Linked DNA regions of Sus scrofa: regions 1, 3 and 4 are each linked to region 2. The links are chromatin contacts, called in public Hi-C and HiChIP or PLAC-seq maps. All regions are on one chromosome and are shown on one strand. Each heading gives the region's core, a stretch centred on a gene start, on an enhancer-like site or on the middle of the called end of the contact. The rest is flanking DNA. Distances are from core to core; before and after follow the strand shown. Region 1 has its middle 37 kb from the start of PLXND1. Region 2 overlaps IFT122 (intraflagellar transport protein 122 homolog). Region 3 overlaps TMCC1 (transmembrane and coiled-coil domain family 1). Region 4 overlaps TMCC1 (transmembrane and coiled-coil domain family 1).

Evidence for each region. Hi-C and Micro-C count contacts between places; a contact is called where the count stands out from the background. HiChIP or PLAC-seq counts read pairs in DNA pulled down with a chosen protein or histone mark.
Region 1: an H3K27ac HiChIP or PLAC-seq map of alveolar macrophages shows a contact between it and region 2. The contact joins two enhancer-like sites. A contact is called at or near these places in 2 of 2 datasets of contacts at active chromatin or transcription factors (alveolar macrophages and skeletal muscle).
Region 3: a Hi-C map of embryonic fibroblasts shows a contact between it and region 2, with 1.7 times the contacts expected there. The contact joins two enhancer-like sites. A contact is called at or near these places in 3 of 47 Hi-C or Micro-C datasets (embryonic fibroblasts, psoas muscle and skeletal muscle) and 1 of 2 datasets of contacts at active chromatin or transcription factors (skeletal muscle).
Region 4: an H3K27ac HiChIP or PLAC-seq map of alveolar macrophages shows a contact between it and region 2. The contact joins two enhancer-like sites. A contact is called at or near these places in 2 of 2 datasets of contacts at active chromatin or transcription factors (alveolar macrophages and skeletal muscle).

Annotation. Positions count from the first base shown.
Region 1 is chr13:69,032,261-69,035,539 of Sscrofa11.1, forward strand. No RefSeq gene overlaps it. Among named protein-coding and RNA genes, the nearest start is that of PLXND1, 37 kb to the left of the region's middle. Within about 2 kb of position 1,416, at least 1 of the 83 cell types and tissues checked has an H3K27ac peak or open chromatin away from gene starts, as enhancers often do. A contact at or near this core is called in alveolar macrophages, where this site is marked.
Region 2 is chr13:68,870,636-68,873,941 of Sscrofa11.1, forward strand. It overlaps IFT122 (intraflagellar transport protein 122 homolog), which reads left to right. Exons shown (of 30, transcript XM_021069363.1): 14 at 1-174. Among named protein-coding and RNA genes, the nearest start is that of RHO, 36 kb to the right of the region's middle. Within about 2 kb of position 2,011, at least 50 of the 83 cell types and tissues checked have an H3K27ac peak or open chromatin away from gene starts, as enhancers often do. A contact at or near this core is called in alveolar macrophages, embryonic fibroblasts and skeletal muscle, where this site is marked.
Region 3 is chr13:69,117,513-69,120,648 of Sscrofa11.1, forward strand. The region is part of intron 1 of TMCC1 (transmembrane and coiled-coil domain family 1); the gene reads right to left. Among named protein-coding and RNA genes, the nearest start is that of TMCC1, 100 kb to the right of the region's middle. Within about 2 kb of position 1,454, at least 33 of the 83 cell types and tissues checked have an H3K27ac peak or open chromatin away from gene starts, as enhancers often do. A contact at or near this core is called in embryonic fibroblasts and skeletal muscle, where this site is marked.
Region 4 is chr13:69,063,124-69,066,652 of Sscrofa11.1, forward strand. All of the region lies in intron 1 of TMCC1 (transmembrane and coiled-coil domain family 1), which reads right to left. Among named protein-coding and RNA genes, the nearest start is that of PLXND1, 68 kb to the left of the region's middle. Within about 2 kb of position 1,773, at least 17 of the 83 cell types and tissues checked have an H3K27ac peak or open chromatin away from gene starts, as enhancers often do. A contact at or near this core is called in alveolar macrophages and skeletal muscle, where this site is marked.

The DNA.
Region 1 (3,279 bases), core at 166-2,665, 160 kb after region 2:
CTTGTACAATTACTTCAATTAATCCTCACAACCTTTTTTCTAAGGTATAGAGTTTATTATATTTTCATCATGGTTTGCTCTATATTTTAATAGAGTCTCAATGACTATTGAAATTAAGCCTTCTAAAAGAATATTCAATTGGACAGTTTAGGCATTCATTAAAGCAGAAGCCTGAATAAATTTTGTGAGTACTTCTGTAGAATTTAAGGATTCTAGTGCCCAAAATTTAGATTGGTAAGAATTAAATTCTGGGCTTCCTACATCCTCACTTTCCATATATCAAATAAAAAATTTAAGGGCAGGAGTTCCTGTTGTGATAATGAACCTGACTGGGATCCATGAGGATTCATGTTCAATCCCTAGCCTCACTCATTGGGTTTGATACCTCAGCTTCCTTGGTCTCTGTCTCACCATAGCAAAGCATTGAAACAGCAGATGTTTTATCAATTTATTAAAGTGAAAGTACGTTTTCAGAGAGGGAGAGAGAGAACTCTGCGCAGGTTAAAAAGAGGGCCCAACTCAGTTTGCAACAGTCTTTATACCCTACAATGTGATCTGAGTGGACACCCAATTTGATCTTCTGATTGGTCTTGGGCAGGATACCTTATTTGCCTGGGAGACCTTTCTGACTCATCTGGATCTCTTCAGATTATATGGTAGTGGAGTGAGGAATGGGTGACATTCCTTCTGTAGCAGCGAGTGAGCAACCCAGGCTGGTCAAGGGGGAAGGGGCATTACAATGAGACATGGTCAGAGGCTTTTGGGCCTAATCTCCTTGAAGGGCACTTAAAGCCTATAACAGGTTTAGGATCCAGCCATGAGCTGCGGTGTAGGTCAGCAGCTGAGGCTCCAATTTGATCACCAGCCTGGGAACTTCCATATGCCACAGGTGCAGCCCTAATTAATAAATAAATAAACAAAACAAAATAAAAAATTAAAAATTTAAGCGCCTTCCATTGTAGGATCAAAAGGCAAAAGACCAAATACCTTGGACAGTATTTCCTCAGCTGACATGAAAACTCAGCTACTGGGTCCTTCTGAGAGGACTCTTAATTGTCTTCAGACACAGGATGGGTCACTACACCTCTCAACACCTTCTTGGAGTCCTGGGGTATTCAGAACTTTAGCATGGCATTCAGAATTTTTTGCAGCCATTTTAAACTTTGCCCCTCATTTACACATTCTTCCAGGCAACTTCCAAGCCAGCTGAGACTCTTATCCATTGCTTAAACCACTCACCTTGGCCTTTCTCATCTCTGTGGTTTTTGTCAATACTGTTTCTTCAACTTGGAAAACCCGCCTCACTCATCTCCACTCACCAAAATCTCATCTCAGTCCAGACCCCACTGCCTCCTCCTTCCAGACTTCCCCAATCACCAGGTCGGAACTGTTTCTTCCTCTTTGCTCCCACACATGGCTTCTGACGCTATTACAACATAGGCTCCTTTCCCCTGGATTTAGCACATCTCCATGGCAGAGTCTGGTACACAGAGTGGCTCTCAGTGCTACACGATGAATGAAGGGCTGGACTGAACAGGTGGGACCAGAAACAAGCCCCCCACTCCACATGTCCCCTCTGGCAATAGGATGGCCATCTGACCACCACGCCTAGAAATCTAGGGCTGGAAGAAAGCCCAACGGGTGGCCCAGACTTGGTCCAAAGTTCCTTTAAGGCAATCCTAAAGCGAAAGATGGGCTATTACAATTAGAAACATTGTCAACCCTTTCCCAATGGACCTGTTATTTGCTTTTCAAAAAGCTTTGATTTTTAAATTTAAAAGCACACAAGTACATTCATATTAAGAGATTTCATATTTTACAGGAGTCAAGCATGAAAGTCTTATTTCAACAACATTCCTTCCACTCCCTTTCCCAGAAGAAACTCCTGGGGACAGTTTAAAGTGGTTTCATTTCTATATACTTACAAACATGTATGTACACAAACAAAAATATTTTGAACACAAATAGACAATACTTCACTACCTTTTCACTACTTTCCCACCAATTTAATGTACTGATTTACACATGAGGCTGAACATTTTCTTTTGAATGCTTATTGGTGATCTATTTCTTATTCTGTGAACTCTTGCCGATTTTCTACTTAGTTGACTGGTTGTTTCAGTTTGTATTAACTCTTAGACTGACACACTGGCGACACCCATCTTTGGTTACAGATGTTGCCCAGACCTATCTTCCTTCTTATTCATTTGCCATTTCCCAACAGTATAGCTTTGGGCAAGCCATGTCACTCAAGCTTTGTTTCCTTATCTAGACAATGAGGATGACATGGCCCAGACTGTGGGGAGAACTGCATGTCACCTACCAAACATTAAACCCAGTATTCAGTAAGTACTCAATAAATGTGAGCTACTCTTCATTACCTAGACTTGGGGAGAGTTGGTTAGGAGTTTAGTTTGGCCTACAGAGTTTAAAAATAATACAAGTGAGGAGTTTCCGCTATAGCACCGTGGGTTAAGGACCCAGCATTGCCACGGCTGTGGCTTGGATTCTATCCCTGGCCCCAGGAGCTTCCATAGGCTGCAGGTGCAACCATAAAAAATATAACAAAAGTGAATCCTTTAGGTGAGGTAGACATTTTCCAGTTGGCCACACAACCACCCTCCTGCCTCCCTAGTCTGTTTTCTACACCACAGCATCTCAGATTTGTGTTACCAGCCTTCTTTTCTCTGGTTTTTAGTGGATGACAATGAAGCAGCTTCGAAATTACCTGTCACCAGCAATCAAGGCTGCTTTGTGTGCCCACTGTGTACTGTGAAACTCTACGATGCGCCGCTCACAGTGTAGCTTACTATGGCCCTGTGGGAATGGCCAGCGTACAATCTACACATCTGTACGTGGCAGCCTGGTCCATATTTAAGAAGCTTAAGGGCACTCTCACAGTGATTTTAAGTTTTCACAACTTAGTAAGCGGCATCGCTTATTTCACAACATCAGGCAGGATCAGGATGGGTGTGATATCTCTAGATAGGTGGGGTGGAAGGCACTGAGCTAGAAGGCCAGAAGACTGGCCCAAACATCTTCGACATTCAGACTGGGGCCTGAAGGACCCAGTTATCAGGATATGGTCGAAGGCAACATTAGAGCTTCTGGATTTCCAGAGGCCTTCCAGAGGCCATCAAAGAAAAGCAAAAATAGAAATTGCTACTTCTAGGGAGTTCCCCTGTGGCTCAGTGGCAAAGAACCCAACTAGTATCCACGAGGGCACAGGTTTGATCCCTGACCTTGCTCAGTGGCTTAAAGGATCTGGTGTTGTGGTGT
Region 2 (3,306 bases), core at 761-3,260:
TGGAACACCCAGTGTGAGGACATGCTCTGCTTCTCTGGGGGAGGCTACCTCAACATCAAGGCCAGCACCTTCCCTGTGCACCAGCAGAAGTTGCAGGGCTTTGTGGTTGGTTATAACGGCTCCAAGATCTTCTGCCTCCACGTCTTCTCCATGTCAGCTGTGGAGGTGCCACAGGTAACCTGGGGCCCATCAGCTCCTCACAGGGGAGGGCGAGTGAGACCAGGAAAGCCAGGCTCCTTGCTGGTGCTTGGGAGGGGGTGGCAAGGACAGAGGGAAGAGAGAAAAGAGTGGCAGCTGTGATATTCTGGAAGGCACTCTGAACCTGAACCGCAACCCTATCTCCACCCCTTGCAGCCTGTGTGTCTTTGGGCAAACAGCTCAACCTCCCTGATCCCCTTTCCTGGGAGGGGCGGAAGTATTGCTCCTGCAGATGAAACCTCGGATTTACTTTACTTGCTTTACTGAATGTGATTATAAATAAGACAGAGTTTTAATCACTTCCTTTCCCTCCATCTTCTTGTTAACCTAACATTTACATCCTGCAGACCCATCACTTTGTATGAATTATTGGCCATCAGTTAGCAATCTGGCTTTTCCACTCAGCAGTCTGCTGGAAGCATGACTCTTCCTCAGTACATGTGCTCCTCTGGCATTTCAAATACAGAGATTGTGGATTCACATGCAATTGTAAGAAGTCATACAGAGAGCCTTAGTACAACTTGCCCAGGTATTCCCATTGGGGACAGTTTGCAAAACTACAGCACAAATTTATCACCTGTGTAGGTGCATGGTTCTACTGCCACCAGCTCATGAGATCCCTGGTGTTGGATTGCCCTTTGTTATAACCACACCTCCCTTCCTGCTGCCCTGCCCCCTCCCCTCATTGGTTTTTTAGTTTGTTGCTTTGGCTATAGCATGCAGAGGCTTGATTTGGGATCTCAGTTCCCAGACTGGGGATTGAACCTGGGCCTAAGCAGTGAAAGCGCTAAATCCTAACCACTAGACCACTAGGGAACTCCCCAATACCACTTGATTTTAATGACTACTTTTTGTCTTATCATATAGATCTTCCATAACTTAACCAGTACTTAGAGTTGGATAGTCATACTGTTTACAGCTTTTTTGCTATTGTAGATAGTGGGCGTCTTTCTAGCTAAGTCTTTGTACCTATCCCAACTTAGGTCCTTGGTATAAATTCCTAGAAGTGAAATTAATGGGTCAGAGGTCGGTCATGTCCTTGGAAAGATTCGTAGGTCTGTCTCGACTGCCTTGCAGCTGGGATCCTATAATCTGCACCCCTTCACATACCTCATCTTCACTCTCGCCCCCTGCTATTGCTCCTTGTGAAGGGTAGGGCTGGGGTCCACTGCTCCCTCTCAGCCGATGTTACCCTTGTTACTGCTTCAGGAATCAATAGCGCCTGGTATTGAGGAGGTATTCAGTAAGCAATAGTAGAATTCAGATCTGAGGAACAGGAAAGAGAAAAAAGAAAGCCAGAGAACGAAGGGAGAGAGTTGGGTGGGGGTGGGGCAGGAGGGGCAGGGAGAGCAGCCCCACTGACTGTTCCTCGAGGTCCTAGTCGGGTCTGCATCCTGCACTGGCCCTACAGCCTCCAGAAACCCAGCCTTTGTCCATCCAGCCAAACAGGCCATGCTGATAGAGTTTTCCTCCAGGACTGCTATTCTGGCCTCAAAGATAAATGCACTTTGCTGCTCCCTGACTTGGGCCGACCAAGAGGAGCCAGAGGGGTGGCCTGGGCTTCCTCTTGCCAAGCCCTTAAGTTTCAGAGCCAGAGGGCCCTCCCCCACCTCTGAGGCTGCACCAAGGCCATCCTGCTGATGCAGCAGGTCAGAATTGCCAAGGGTTAGGAAAGGCAGCCTGAAGACAAAGGCTATTTATCTGTCGCCTCTGCCTCCAGCCATCCTGTGGTTTTGGCCTACAGAGGAGGGAGAAAGCATCAGGCCCACTCTGGGGATTTCTGGTTTCCTTTCGAAATTTACATCATCTTGTGCAAGAATTGGTTAGTCAGGGCTGCCAAGTAGGGCGGCAAGCCCTCTCGGGCTTCTCAGGGCCGTGGTGACTTCATGCTTGGAATGTAGCAGTAAGATAAAGTGGAGCTCAGTGGGCATTTGTTTGGTTAGGGTATTTTTAAAACTACTGTTCTCATATTGTGCCTCGCAGGCAAACCTGAATTGTATGCTGATTCTGTTGTGCCTGTCCCATCCCTGCCATGGGCTTTGAGCTTTGACTCTGCTGCCTAAACCAGCTGTGACCTTGAGCAGCTCCTTTCACTCTTTGGGCCTCACTTTTCTGTGTAGTGGAGCTAAATATAAGATCTTTCAGGTTTTGTCTGGCCCAATTCCTATTCCCCTTATTATTATCAATCTTAAAATAGCAAACACTACAAAAAAACTAAATTAGAACAAAGGGTGCTCACTGGAGGAATTAAGAAAGGAAAGCTCTTTGTGCCTGGGGAATTTGAGAAAGCTTCCAGGAGGTGGCGACATTTTATCTGAGCTCGGAAAGATCTGGAGAGAAGCAGCTAGTGTGTCTGGAGCAAAGGGAAATGGGAGCCCTCCTGGAGTCGGGAGATGGGGAGGAGCTGGTGCTGGGAAGGTGCAGTGGGGAGGGGGCAGGCCCATACATGCCAGCCCCTTCCCTCTTCCAGAGCACTTGTGCCTGCCCCAGTAGCTAGAAGGGCAGGGCATTACAGCAGAAGCTAATCAGCTTACACCAAATCACACAGCAAAGCTGTGGCTGCTCCCTGGCTCCTCCCATGCTGCCCCCTCCAAGCAGGAGTAGGGGTGGCTCCGAGAAGAATGTGAGCGTTCAGAAGCGATTTTGCTGGCTTGCTGTCAGAGGGTAGAATGGCTTAAAAAGAAACAAGTTTCCTTCAACTTCAAAGATAAAGGTCCCAAATGGAGAAAACAGCATGTCCAGCTCCACATGTGGCAGCCATTATCAGAGGTCCTGGCTGATTGGTGTCCACTGCCCCAGAACCCAGAAGGAGGTGTGCAGTTTGTTTAGCACTTCTGACTGCCTGAAAACAGGCAGGGCCTCTGGTCAATGAAGACCCCGGGCCCAACTCACACATGTTCTCGTGTGCGTGTGTCCACACGACACATGCACACACGCACACACCCCCTACCCAGGAGGCAGGGAGGAGCCAGAACTTGGTCACGCTCCCCCGCCCCTGGTCCATCCCCAGGTCTTCCATGTGCCATTTCTGTGTCTTTGGCAGATCAGTCACCCTCTCAGTCTCCAGGCAGTGGTCAGGGAGCAGCAATATCCACTGCACAGGGCTGT
Region 3 (3,136 bases), core at 204-2,703, 250 kb after region 2:
TAAAAATGTTTCGATTATATTTTAAGTTTCCCTCCTCCCTCTTCTCCTCTCCATAATGGAGAAAAAGGAGTTAACTTCTGTTTTACTCAGTCTTTACTCCCTATCCTTTGAGGGCTCTCTTATGAATTCCTTTCTTCTGATCACCCCATTCAACCTGGGCTGGCATTCTTAATAAAACACAGATAAGTGAACTGACCTTTTACAACCTTAGAACAAACAGAAATGTGCCAATGTTTTAAAATCCAAGTTACAGAACAAACAGAAGAAAAAAAACGGGTACAGAGCAGAGGTACAGGTCTGTTAACAAAGTTGGCATTTAAATTATCAACCATAAGGAATAAGAGTAATTTAACATCAAACTTCAGAGTGAAAAATCTGTTCAGATCTTCAATCCAACAGCTCACAGCAAACAATATTAATGCACATGAGCTTTAGAATCAGGTCAAACTATTAAAAAACCTCTTTCGCTTTAGCATTTATCTCTTAGAATATTATTTATAAAGCTGACACACACACACAAAAATTAAGATATAGACCAAGTTTTCTACTCATGACTCCAGATAAAATGGGGAAGTGGTAGTTGTAATGCATAAACTGGATCAGCCTCTTATTGAATTGTATCTCAGGGACTTTCTCTGCTGATCTGGAGACATGAATTTAGAACCAAGATATGTGCATACTGCCTTACAATTCAGAAAATTGCCAAGTCTTTGGGAAAACTATACTGCAAACAAGTAGCTGAGTAATAGGAACCTCTTTTTTTTTTTTTTTAATGTGAGAAATATTTCAGATGGCTTTAATCCAAATTCTCATTTGTTATGCATGCCTGACATCTTCAAATTTAACCCAAGCTTTTCCCAAGCTGTACAAGGCAAATAAAACTCTTCTGTTCATTGAAGGAAACACTTATTTTTGGATAACTATTTAGCCTGTAAGAGTAATAACGACATTACTCTGCAATGAAGCAGCCCATCATACAGGAGAGTGGGGACACTCCAGTATGATCTGAGCATGCCCACATAGCCAAAGAACACTCTGTGCATTCTGCTTAAATAGCTCTGGATAAAATGAACAAATAGGAAACACATAATATGCTTTGCAATATTATTGCAACCTCACACAAGTCAGTCCAAAAATAGCAAATGCCGGTGGCTGAGCTCTACTGCTGAAAAATTCTAAGTTTGAGCAGCTCAAAGCATTTCCTGTGTCTGTCTATTCAACCAGCCCCCACTTAAAGCTGTAGAATTATAGGATTAAGTAAGAGATTTAAAAAAAAGACAGATACACACACATATACAACATACGGTTTCCGAAGAGAGTGAGGGTTCCATGCTTGTGAGGGAGAAGGAGGAGGAATATGCCGAATAAGCCTCGGGTTTCTCCCAGATTTGAACATGCTGTACTGTGGCAGGAGGTCAGCAGAGACTGGCTCCAGCCCTGTGAGGCTGAATTCTACCCTGACAAAGCAGTATCACTGTAATATGAAGCAAGAGGATCCAGGGCATGTTGGCTGCTATACAGAGTGGCTATTCTAGAAAGTAATGGCAATTCTAAAACAAGAGATCTATGCTGTCACATGAGATAATCTTCAGTCCAGTTAAGCAATAAGTACAAAAAAAACTTTGAATCCCAAACACAGGTCGTTCAAAATATTAGGAAGAAACTTTTCTCCTCAAATCTATTGTGTGTCTAGAAGAAATGAAAAGGAAGTAGGAAAGCTGAAGAACTATTGTTAATTGGTTCTGTATCACAAATAATATACTGATTGTAATCTAAGATGAAGCATAGTCTTTTGGATACTGTGACCTATATGAGGGAGAAGCAAGAATATTCTACAAAAGTAGTTTTGGGAATGGATATATGCCAGAACTGAAGATATGGTTTAAAAACACACACACACACACACCCAAAAACCAAAAAAAATCTCATTTCTCACATACTCCCAAAAAGCAGAGGCTGCCACAAACTTAACGTATATTAATTACTGTTTCTTTTTAGGTCACCAATATACAGCAATAGTGCTAGAAATTCTTCTCTGAAATAAGGGAAACACTAAAAAAGATCTTAAATAGGAAAAGGAGCCAGAAGGTAGAATTTGTCAGGAGAAATCACAGGGCAATGTAAATAATTCTTTACATCTTGGTCTCCCTTACATTATGAAAGTTTACTCTAGACCAAAAATGACCCAATCCTTTTATCATTCTCAAAAAGACAAATCTATGGTGAAAAGAATGAATTATGGATTAGTGGTAGGATTAGGTGTGACTACACAAAAGTGACAGAACTAATTAGAGCTCTAACTGTGCTGGAGGCTATATGAATCTATGGGAATGAAAAACTCCATGGAACTGTATGCATGCCTAAAAAGTCAGTTTTACAGTATTAGAGAAAAAAGAAATAAAGGATATAAAAGAAAGGTTTTTCACTTACAAGATGCATTATAAAATTTTAATTTTATAACTAGTAGTTTACTAATTTCAGCTTTAAAAAGGAGATTATATAATATGATTATTTATAGATTTTCAAGTTTCTAATAGTTTTTTGGGATCTCTATTTGTACCCAAACACGTAAAATATAATCTTACAACTTCTAACACAATTTCCTCATTATTTAAGAATCTTAAAGATATAGCCCAGCATCTTATTTTTATGTCTCAGAAACAAAAATATCACCAAATAGAAAAAAAAAATTACTAAGTAGTTTCAAATAGATAGTTTTAAATACTATAAAACAGACATACAGGTTCCCATATTAATAAGTTTTGGTTTTAGGTCTTTTTTTTTTTGTCTTTTTTGCCATTTCTTGGGCCGCTCCTGGGACACATGGAGGTTCCCAGCCTAGGGGTTGAATGGGAGCTGCAGCCGCCGGGCTACGCCAGAGCCACAGCAACATGGGATCTGAGCCACGTCTGCAACCTATACCACAGCTCACAGCAACACCAGATCCTTAACCCACTGAGCAAGCCAGGGATTGAACCCACAACCCCATGGTTCCTAGTCAGATTCGTTAACCACTGAGCCACGACGGGAACTCCGATTTTACGTCATTTTATCAGGATCTCTTTCACATGCCTTGGGCACAGCCTCCCCGGCCCCTGCCCCCACCCCCCCCCACCAAAAAGAAGCACTGTTCACA
Region 4 (3,529 bases), core at 523-3,022, 190 kb after region 2:
CATGAATGTGCTCTTGAGAGTTAAAATCCCAGATCACAAGTAACTGTGATAAATGTGGGAAAGATAACATGTATAGTCAGGGACAGGGACAGTAAGAGATAAGTAATTAGACAAGCCAATGATAAAGTTCAGGCCTTTTGAAACTCAAATTTTTGTGAGTTCCATCCAGTAAAAGATCTTTATTAAGCAAGGACTCACTCCAAAGACATACAAAGACTAAGAACTTCTGGTATGCGTAAGCAATCATTCAAGGGAGTTGAAGAAAAAGACAAATTGTTCAGATGTGAAAACTTAATACTGCAAAGCCATTAGCCAAAGCTAAGGGGAGGTCACGTTTCCCTAACCCAGGAAAAAAAGTACTTCAGGAAGATGACCTGGGTGCAGCCTGTGGTGGTGAATTAGGGTAAGGCCCATGGAAGAAGACTTTAGAAACTGCTCTCTATGGAGCAGTAACAGTAATAAATAATAATAAAAAAACCCCCACCATCTCATGGTAATAATAATACTGAGAGTGACAATTTACAAGTTTACCATTCTGGAGATTAAGAGTACTCTTTTTCTTGATTCTCAAACCCTAACCTGCTACCAGCAGCAATTTGCTAGAAAGAACTGTATAAAGGTTACAGTTAAAAGGTTGAATTAATTAATTCTGTAATGACAATAATATACCAAATATGAAATATTTATGAAAGGCTGATAATTAACTTGTTGGTCTAAGATGCATTCTCTTTTGTCATCGTGGTTGTATCTCATCCATTTGCTGTGTGAGCAGGGACTACGCTGACATCTAACTTCAAAACACCTGTAGTACATTACTGGATTCAATATATTTCTACCGATGTGAATAAAAACAATACGATTTTCCTTCTTGATGAACATCTGAGAAATACCATACATTTAAATAAAAGCAAAAAATAACTGAAAACTGAAATGAATAACAAAAATGACTAATAAAACTCTGCAGCATAGTTAAGGGTTTGCACAATAACTATTTTGTCACTTCTCCATCTGCCCTGTTCATCTCTAGGTGCAGGCTAACAAGCAGTGAAAGAGCCATAGGGAAAGCAGCAGAGGGAGGATGAACCAGAGTTCCAGATAACCAAGTTGCCAAGAATTGTAACAGACGCTCCTGGAAACCTACTCTCTTCGGTGCCTGAGGCTTGCTCACTCAGGTTGTACAAAGTGCCCACTGTGTGATTTTCTTTCTGAATGGGATTTCAGATCCCATAACTAATGTGTATAATATGACCCTGACTGTGTACATGTTTAACAGCTCAAAATCTACCACAGTATGAAAGGAAAGCAAATATGAAATACTGCTAGATCTAAGACTTCAAGCTTATGCATGGTCTAGTTTTCTTAGGTTCTTTCTTATTAATTTGAATATCAACTTATATGCATTCTGTTGTCTGAAGAAGACGTGTAGACATGGAGGTCATATTTAACTGTTACTCTGGGAGGACATAAATTGATCATACTGCTAAAAAGAAGGCTTTGGGACTAGAATTAAGGTTGGATTACATCTCTAAAATTGAAAAAAAAAACTCAAAATAAAGTTTCAATATAATTATTTACAAATGATCTTAGTTTAGATGTAATTTTATTTCCCTACACAGTAACTAAAGAAATAAGCCAGACTGTCTTTACAGTCCTACCTGGGCTGTTTGGAGCCACACTATTTCCTTTCAGTATGCGACTCCCACTTAGAAACATCAACATGCCTGCAAGGGCACAGTTGACAGAACCCACTGTCCTAAGCTTTGGGAAAGAAAGCTAACCCACGCCTCCAGCAGGAGGATAGTTTAACACTTGAAACCATGAATCACTGGATTACTCAGTAACTCCTTCCAATTTTGGCAGACACTATTCTTAAAAAGGAAGGAGAGAGAAGAGAGGGAGAAATAGGCAGAGGAGTGGGTAGGGCAAAAGAGAGGAGAGAAAAAGATATACTCAATTACAGAATTACTGAACAGGGCTGTGAATACTTTCTCGGTATCTTTTGAGCTGTGAACAAAGTCCACGGTGGCCTGAATACTCAGCACTGGTACCGCCTGATTTAGCCATGAGCTGTATACGTACCAACTGGAAAATTCTCTTTTCCGATAGCTTTTGCTAGCACACTTGGCTATCCACATATAATATAAAATTAGATTCCTACTTCACTCAAGACAAACAACTATATTGCAAATGTGAAGAGCTAATTTTAAACCTTTTAGAAGCAGTACTGGAAAATAGCAAATAGTTTTCTTATACAGGAAAAGGCACAGCTCAGAAAAACAAGACTATTAAGCCTGGCTATATTTACTATAGCAGTGAAGCAAGGATTCTGGCATAAACTGAGGAGGTTCAAATTTGGCTTTGCTACTTACTAGCCATGTAACCTTAGGCAAGTTACTTAACCTCTGTATCCAGTTCATCAACTGTAAAATAGGGATAGTACCAATGCCCATTTTCAGAAGACTGCTGTGATGATGAAGTGAGTCAATAAACACATAAGCTATCAAAACAGTACTGGGTACAAAGTAAGCTATTAGTACTGGCTATTCTTTTTGTACCATGTAAGTGGCTCCTTTTTTTTCTCCCCTTTTTTATGGCCACACTTGCGGCATATGGAAATTCCTGGGCTAGGGGTTGAATCAGAGCTGCAGCTGCCACCCTACACCACAGTCACAGCAGTGCCAGATCTGAGCCACATCTGCGACCTATGCTATAGCTCATGGCAATGCGGGATCCTTAACCCACTGAGGGAGGCCAGGGATGGAACTCGCATCCTCATGGATACAAGTCGGGTTCTTAACCTGCTGAGCCACAATGGGAACTCCTAAATGGTTCTTTTTAAAAAACTCAAACATTAAAGATTCCAGAATATACTTCTATCCAAGATCTTACACATTGCAGGTATAAATAAGGAGTACAAAGAGTTCAAACAAAAGAATAATGTAATTCAACATTACATAAAGTAACAACAGTCACCTTTCTTGCTAACTGGTCATGTGGTTAGGCAGCTATTGTCTACTGCCTGATCTTCCAGTTCTCCCAACAACCCTATAAAGTAGGCATTGTTTTCACTAATTTACAAATGACTGACTTCGAGGTATCCCTCTTACCTTATCACAATCTGACAGTAGCAGCAGCAATATCACCTTCACAACAGGGCTTCCTATGACCAGATCCTAAAGGGCTTTCATGTCTAATCACACCTGCCAGTGTAGCAACTTCCAGCCCATCTACTGCTGAGGTTAGAACTAGTATAGAAACTAGCACAGAATCAGTATAGAAAAAGCCATGACCAAAAGTCAGTCAGTTAAATATATTTTGACTACTTATTATAAGTTAGGGAACATGCTACAAAGCTGGGAGACATGGTCAGAAGCCAAGATTAATAGCTAACTGTTGCTAAAAGAAGCTGACTATACTGTTCTGCTTAAACTCTGTCTCTTACTATTAAAAATCATTGTTGGAGTTCCCATCATGCCTCAGCAGAAATGAATCTAACTAGCATTCATGAGGACACAGGTTTGAACCCTGG